Linked DNA regions of Danio rerio: region 1 is linked to region 2. A link is a contact called in public Hi-C data. All regions are on one chromosome and are shown on one strand. Each heading gives the region's core, a stretch centred on a gene start, on an enhancer-like site or on the middle of the called end of the contact. The rest is flanking DNA. Distances are from core to core; before and after follow the strand shown. Region 1 holds the start of lrit3a (info leucine-rich repeat, immunoglobulin-like and transmembrane domains 3a). Region 2 overlaps egf (epidermal growth factor).

Evidence for each region. Hi-C and Micro-C count contacts between places; a contact is called where the count stands out from the background.
Region 1: a contact with region 2 is called in a Hi-C map of an unstated tissue, with 7 times the contacts expected there. The contact joins the promoter of lrit3a here to the enhancer-like site in region 2. A contact is called at or near these places in 2 of 18 Hi-C or Micro-C datasets (caudal fin and an unstated tissue).

What each region holds. Positions count from the first base shown.
Region 1 is chr14:40,961,093-40,965,175 of GRCz12tu, reverse strand. lrit3a (info leucine-rich repeat, immunoglobulin-like and transmembrane domains 3a) reads left to right here and starts at 1,504. Exons shown (of 4, transcript NM_001128694.1): 1 at 1,504-1,900. The coding sequence starts at 1,785.
Region 2 is chr14:40,923,165-40,926,927 of GRCz12tu, reverse strand. It overlaps egf (epidermal growth factor), which reads left to right. Exons shown (of 24, transcript NM_001365528.1): 8 at 2,769-2,891; 9 at 2,982-3,107. Among named protein-coding and RNA genes, the nearest start is that of egf, 19 kb to the left of the region's middle. Within about 2 kb of position 1,782, at least 3 of the 62 cell types and tissues checked have an H3K27ac peak or open chromatin away from gene starts, as enhancers often do.

The sequences.
Region 1 (4,083 bases), core at 255-2,754, 39 kb before region 2:
AAGTGATGCGATTTCACAGGTCAGAGTTCACCAAGCTTGAACTTTGCAACACAGCGAACTGCAAAATTTGTCGCACGAGCTTGCATTTCCAGTCTGACGCATTCACGTGCGTATGAATGGAAGTCTATGGGGAGAAAAGTGCAAATATGACCACAGCTTAAGAGCAGAGCATGAAGGTTTAATTATCTGAGTAATAGCAGTTTTGCTTAAAATATTGCAATGCACATAACATTATGGGTGTGTGACATATCAGAGTTCAAATAAGAACAAATTGTTTGTGCGCATCTCACTGGTGCATCTGAGACCAAGACAGTAAGTCATTGTGATGTAGCAATAGCCACAGTATCCAGGGTAATGTCAGCATACCACCAAGAAGGACGAACCGCATTGAACAAGATTAACTGTGCATGCAAGAGGAAGCTGTCTGAAAGGGATGTCCTGGTGCTAACACAGATTGCATCCAAAAAACACAAAACCACAGCAGCCCAGCCCAGTTATAGCTAAACCTTTGGTCACTTGTGCCAAGGGTAAATGTTGATAATGGTGCCAGCAGTGAAAATCTTGGGCTGTGGACAATCTGAAACATGTATTGTTCTCTGATGACTCTTCACTGTCTTTCCCACATCCAGGGGAGTTACGGTGTGGAGAACCCCCAAAAAAGCATAGCACCAAGACTGCTGCATGCCCAGAGTAAGGCATGAATCAGTGATGGTTTGGGCTGCATTTATCATTGCATTTCCTACGCCCAAAACTTGTGCTAGATGGGCATGTCACTACCAAAGGCTAAACCGAACAATTCTGGAGGATTATGTGCACCCAATGGTTCAAACATTGTATCTGGAAGGTGGTGTCATGCAAGATGATAATAGTGCACCAATACACAAAGCAAGACTGGTGATGGAGTGGTTTGAAAAACATGAAAGTGATGTTGAACATCTCCCAAGGCCTGCACAGTCACCAGATATAAATATGTTTGAGCCACTTTGGGGTGTAAATGAATGAGTCAGAGAAACGTTTTTCTTCATGGACAGGCCAATATTCTGCAAGACAAAATGTCTCAAATCCCTCTGGAAACTGTGCAGGACTCATTCCAAAGACGAACTGATGCTGTATTGGGTGCTACATCTTATTTATTGTGGTCTAAAACCAGGCGTTTAGTTTCATTGTTTAACCCTTATAATAATAATAATAATAATAATAATAATAATAATAATAATAATAATAATAATAATAATAATAATAAAATAATAATAATAATTACATTTATTGCACATTAAAACATTTATTCACATATTTCTATATTAATCGGATTCAGATTTCCATAAACGGCTTGTCATAAAAATCAGTTCCGCGCATGATGGAAAAGTGTCTAACAGCGGTCACGTGATGATGCCGAGAGAAACTTCTTCTTGTCATTAGCCGATTAGCGTGTGCCTGCAGAGCTTATCCTCCTCCTCCTCCAACTCTCTCACACACACACATACACAAATAAACTCATACACACTTCCCATCCCACCCTGTTCAACTTTAGTGACCTACTCAGCCTTGAGAAATCCTCTTTCTAATCTCGGTTGCCCCTCCCGGTCCCCGCGCTGCTCAGCTTCCTGCGTCCCTCTCCTCTCACCTGTTAGCATGCTAAAGGTGATGCCTGCCGGTACGGGCTTTTCTTGCGTTTTTTCGTTCTCGTCCAGGACTGATAAAGGGTTTTTTGTCCACTGATGTTCGAGTGGGGTCTGATGTGTGTGAGTGCGAGGATCCGTGGCTGTGCTTCGGCTGACTGAAGGATGTATCGTCTGCTGGTGGCGCAGGTTCTGCTGGGCTGCTGGAGTGTGGCACAACCTTTCTGCCCTTCCCAGTGCACATGTGTCTACCACGGCCGCAGCGACGGCACTGGCAGCAGGTACAGTAAACGCACTACTACACAACAGCATGTAATAAAATTTTAATAAATACGAACAAAATGGCAATAAAACTACAAATGTTAATAATAATAATTTAATAAAACTTCAACTCTTAATTTCATTTACATTCATTGTGTAAATCATGGTGGTGGTTCATTCCGCTGTGGCGACCCCTGATTAATAAAGGGACTAAGCCGAAAAGAAAATCAATGAATGAATGCATAAATTCAGGAATAAAATAGTAGACAAGCTATTAGATGGACATAAAGAAGAAATACAAGAGCTAAACAATATTTGAAAACTTTGTAGCTACAGATATTGCCCGTATATAGATACAATACATTAAAATAATATTTCCCCCATAAATATTAAACAAAATAACTAGACTAGATGTTGTTCAAAGTTAAGAATGGGTAGACTACATTTCATATAGTTAGCTAGAGGTTTTAATTTTGCATGGTTCTTGACACTTAAGTTATATAATTTTGAGCATAAGGCTTATATAAACATGTTCTTGCCTAATAGCCTTGTGCAGATAAATCTATTTATTTCCATTCACTCTTTACAGTTGTGTTTTATTTGTTAACTTTAATTATTGCATTTCTGTGCACTTATATTTAAATAGAATGTGACGGCATTTTAAAACGAAATTAAATGATCAAATGAAAGATATTTAGAGCATTTAGCATTTAATGCATGATTAATTTTGATAATATCTGGTAATGTTAGGTAATACAAATGCTGAATTCCATGTTAGTTTACGGTGCATTAACTAATTCTCAGATTCTTGACCTTTAAATAAAGTGCACAGTATTATTACTGCGAACAAAACTACTGTAGCTCTAGAATTATTTTTGTAGAAACTAATGTAGTTAAGTAAGGAAACCTTATTGTGGAGTTTTCCTTTTTTCCTGCGGACTACTTTACATGAAGTGTTACATTAATAGTTTTATATTCTCTTTATAATAACAACAACATTTTAAATAATACGTACTTGAAAATAAATGAATTAGGGTAGAAGTCATCCACTGTAATAAAAAATAGATTTAAAACTATCACGTGGGGTATTAGCTTGTGTTTATCTTTAGAGCTTAGCCCTAGAGTGTGAACATACACGCTAGGAAGCCATTTTTAATCATTTAGTAATTGAATTGTAGTGCAAGCGTAAATTATACATGTAAAAAACAAACAACTCCCTTCCTTTTACTCAGTGTTGTTTCAGAGGCAGACATTCCTCACATAGACAACCAAAAGTACTTGTTCAAACTACTTGTTTAAAAAGAGCTAAAACAATACAATTGGAGTGTTGTTGTTTTTTTTGAATACTTTATTAATTTTATTTTCAATCCACTTAAGTTTGTTAAAGAAAATAGTAATAATATTAATAAAATAAGATAACTTAATCATTTTATGTTGAGACAAAATGAAGGAATTGTGCTTGTGTAACTACACTGTAAAAATTACTTTTGCTGTTTGTTCAAACTACTTATTGAAAATGAGTTGAAACAACACAATTCTTGAGTTTTTTGGGGGGACAACTCAATTTTTTATGCTCAATCAATTCAAACTTAATAGATTTGTGTTGGGGCAAAGTGAAGGAATTGGATGGAACCCTGCATGTTTTACAGTGTAGCTCTTGGATTCCTTTTGAAATAACACAATTCAAATGAGTAGAAATGTGTGTCGTAATTAAATGGATTTACATCAATAATTAAATTTTTTTGAGTGCACTCAAACTGGCACTCAAAATTATTTAAAATAACAAGAGAGGTTATAAATGTTGATGTAAAATACTGAGATTTTAACTTGTTTTTTTGTTTCTTTACTGTTTTTACTTCTGCACTGTAAACATTTATAAGTCAGTACAACAACAAAAAACATCATCCTTATTACCTTTCACTTTTTCTTGTTCACTTAACTTTTGAAAACATCAGCTGCACTGACCTAAAATTATTTGTCAGTAATACAAAAAACATTTAGTTGGGTTAACATAAGATTATTCATTTTCTTGAGAGGTGAACTACTCTCTAACAAAACTTTTTAAGTTGTGCCAACTAAACATTTCTCGTCTGCTGCACTGGAATGCCTGAAGTTGAATAAACCAAAAAAAACAACTTATAATCCTAATTTTCTTTCTTGTGTATTCAACATTTTTTTCATCTTTATTCGAAAGGACAGTAGA
Region 2 (3,763 bases), core at 533-3,032:
CCTACAGCAGTTATCTTTGTTCAAAAGCAAAGCAAATGCCACCAACATTGCTCAGTGTCTTTCAGATGAACATATAAATACAGGTGAAGTCAGTATTATTAGCCTCCCTGAATTATTAGAGCCCCTATTTATTTTTCCCCAATATCTGTTTAACAGAGAGAAGGTTTCTACAACACATTTCTAAACATAATAGTTTTAAAAACTCATTTCTAAAAACTGATTTATTTTACCTTTGCCATGATGACAGTAAATAATATTTTACTAGATATTTTTCATGACACTTCTATACAGATAAAGTGACATTTAAAGGCTTAACTAGGTTAATTCGGTTAACTAGGCAGGTTGGGGTAATTAGGCAAGTTATTTTATATCGATGGTTTGTTTTGTAGACTATCAAAAAAAAATAGCTTAAAGGGGCTAATAATTTTGTCTTTAAAATAGTGTTAAAAAATAATAACTGCTTTTGTTCTAGCCGAAATAAAACAAGACCTTCTCCAGAAGAAAAAATATTATCAGACATACTGTAAAAAATGTCTTTGCCCTGTTAAACATAATTTGGGAAATATTTAAACAATTAAAAAAAATCAAAGGGGGCTAATAATTCTGACTTCAACTGTATGTACTGCATTCTTTCCTCTCAATAACATAATTAAATGACAGCAATGAAAAAACGGCAGTTAAGAAAGCATCTAATCACAGTGATTTGGACATATTTGCACAAGCTCTGTAATTTACCAGCATCATTTCAACAGATGAGGTTATTAAAATTACACTTATAGGAGTTTTATTCTAAAATATTTTATTTAAGACTCAGAACAGATCTGGCTATATGAGGATATAGTTCAATAACTGAACACTTTTGTATGACACTTTGACTGTACAGACCACTGAAATTTTGGTAATGTGACAACCCTACTTTCACATACAGTACACAATGGTGTTTCTGCATTATGCTAAACTAATTTGTTTCTTGTGTCTTATATAATTGAAGAGAGGTTTTTAAGATCATGTGTAAATGTCAGACACATTTGATGTTCCTGGCAAAAACATACTCCATTAGTCCTTCCCATAAAATCAGTGTACAGCCTTTTCATAGGTAACATGGGAATGTTGAAGAAGGTCTAATTCTCTAAGTTTCATTACATTTATTTCTTATATTTCTAATAATAATGCAAATAATGCACAAAAATCTAAATGTACAATGTAAATGTACACAACAAAAATAATTCTTTTAAGATGGTTTCGAGAGCGAAATGTGATGTAATCCTAACTAATGCTTCACTCCAGGACCCCTTGTGCACTTTCACCTCTGCGGGTGGGATTATGGTCCTGACATCATAACGGGATTGTAGAGAGTGTCCCGTTAAGAAGGTTGAGTCCCACCATATGGCTACCTCAAACTCAATCATCAGCACTGGTGATGGAAGGGTTCACATTTCAGCATAAAAACACGTATTTTTTTGGAGGTGTCTGGATTTAGGTCTATATTCATATCTTCTTTATGTAGTGTAACTAATTTGATGCGAATCAAAGCACTATCATTGTTGTTATCAATCTGAGTAAACCTGTTGTAGACAGTCTTAATTGATTTCAGTGCTAGTGTTTTGTAAATATAGGATGATTGGATTTGGGATTATTGGGTGTCAGAATAAGGACTGTCTAACAGGCACATGGCCACGACAAAGAGGTGTTCATGGAAAAACTGAGGTGACTATTGATCATGTGAGGACAGGGCGTTTGGAAATGAAAGATTGAGGCCGTTGGCTTGAGTCTTTAGACCTGTTTGCGTTATCTGGTCATCCGGCATCAGGCTGTTCAGCCAGCATTTCACAATCTCCTGAAATGACCATACCATCCTGTTAATGCTTGGTTTAAGGAGGATACTGACCCTGAACGTCGTCAGCAAAAACAGACATGTTGTTAAATTGTCATTGAGATACTGTTAAAGACTTTCATACAGTGCTACTAATTCACAAGCATACAATATTTTATATTGCAAGAAAATAAATACAGTCAAGCCCAAATTGATTCATACTACAACTGATGAAATTTAATAAAGCATGAAATACTAAATATTAAATGTTAAGTAAATCCTCTCTTAACCATCTTTAATTTCCTCATTGTTGTATTAATTTTTGACATTTTCACAACATAATAGTTATGGAGTATAAATTCTATATACTTTATTGTAATTAAATTAAATTAAAGTAAATAATATTTTTTTCATGTATTTTAATTAATTTTATTTTTTATTTATTTTATTTTATTATCTAAATTTATTTTATTTTATATTATTATTTATTTTATTTTAATTTATTATTTAATGTATTTTAATTAATTTTATTTCAATTTATTATTTAATCTATTTAATTTATTATATTTTATTATTTAATTTAATTTAATTTAATTTAATTTAGTTTAGTTTAGTTTAGTTTAGTTTAATTTAATTTAAATAAATGTAAGTCAGTGGTTACAGGTTTTCAACATTTTTCTAATTAACTTATTTTGGGTTTAACAGAAGAATGAAAATAATAGTAAATAATGTAAATAATTTAATAATAGTAAATAATAACATAATTTCTATTTTTGGATTCAATATAACTTTTAGTAAATATTGTTTTGTTTAAACTTTTAAATTATAAAATACAGCAAAAATGCTTTAGGGGGTATCAAAAAAAGGAAATAAACTACAACATAATACATTTTGGTGAGTTTGTTTGTGTCAGAACAAATGGCCTGTCTTAACTTTTATCTGCATGTGTCTACAGAGAACAAGCCTTGTGTGGGGAAAGCTGTGGATTGTGATCATGCATGTGTTCACACAGCACAAGGAAATATGTGTGTGTGTCCTGAAGGATCTCTACTCAATCCTGATGGCCAATCTTGTACAGGTGTGTTTTTTTCTTCTTTATAAAATATGCTGCAATCCACATACTGTACTGTGACATGACAGTTTCCTTAACATCATCTGTGTGTTTCAGGCTGTTTGTCTGCAGATCGTGGCGGCTGCAGTCAGATGTGTGTGACTTTATATCCAGGCCGGTGGGTTTGTGAATGCCATCCTGGATACCAAATACAGCCTGATGGAAAACACTGCGCTGCCACTGGTGAGTCCTAGTCTTACAAACTTACTATCAGAGATCTTGATTTTTTTATGACCGTGTCCGATTGCAGATTTTTTACAAGCAAATTGTTGAATACTGTTTTAAATGTTTTATATAGCTTAAAATGAGTATATGAACAAAACAAAACAAAACTTTATGTTTGGCTGAACTTTCAGCAGTGAGTACATACATTAGTTTTAAGCTTAAACTAGATAGTACACTTTCATAGTAATGCAAAGTCTTGATGATCTAACTTTACCTTTGTGAAATTATGCCATAGGGCTGCACAATATATCGTTTCAGCATTGATATCGCAATGTAAACATCTGCAATAGTCACATTGCAAGCATGTGCAATGTTGATTTAATATGTTGGAATTATAGTTGAGCAAGAACCACAGTTCAGAACACATGAGATTTGTGGAGTTTAACCACAAAAGAGTGAAAGTGTATTATCTCTCTGTGTTTTAAGGCCTGTGACTGTAAACATTCAGGCACAAGAAAGTCTAAAGAATTCAAGTATAAGAAATTGTACAGTTTATACCTTTAAATGAAGAGTTATTTTACTGAATTATTTATACAATAAAAACCTTATATGATTATTTTCCATTTAATTATTAATGTTGTATTTGAATACTGTTAGACTCCCCAGAAAAGCTC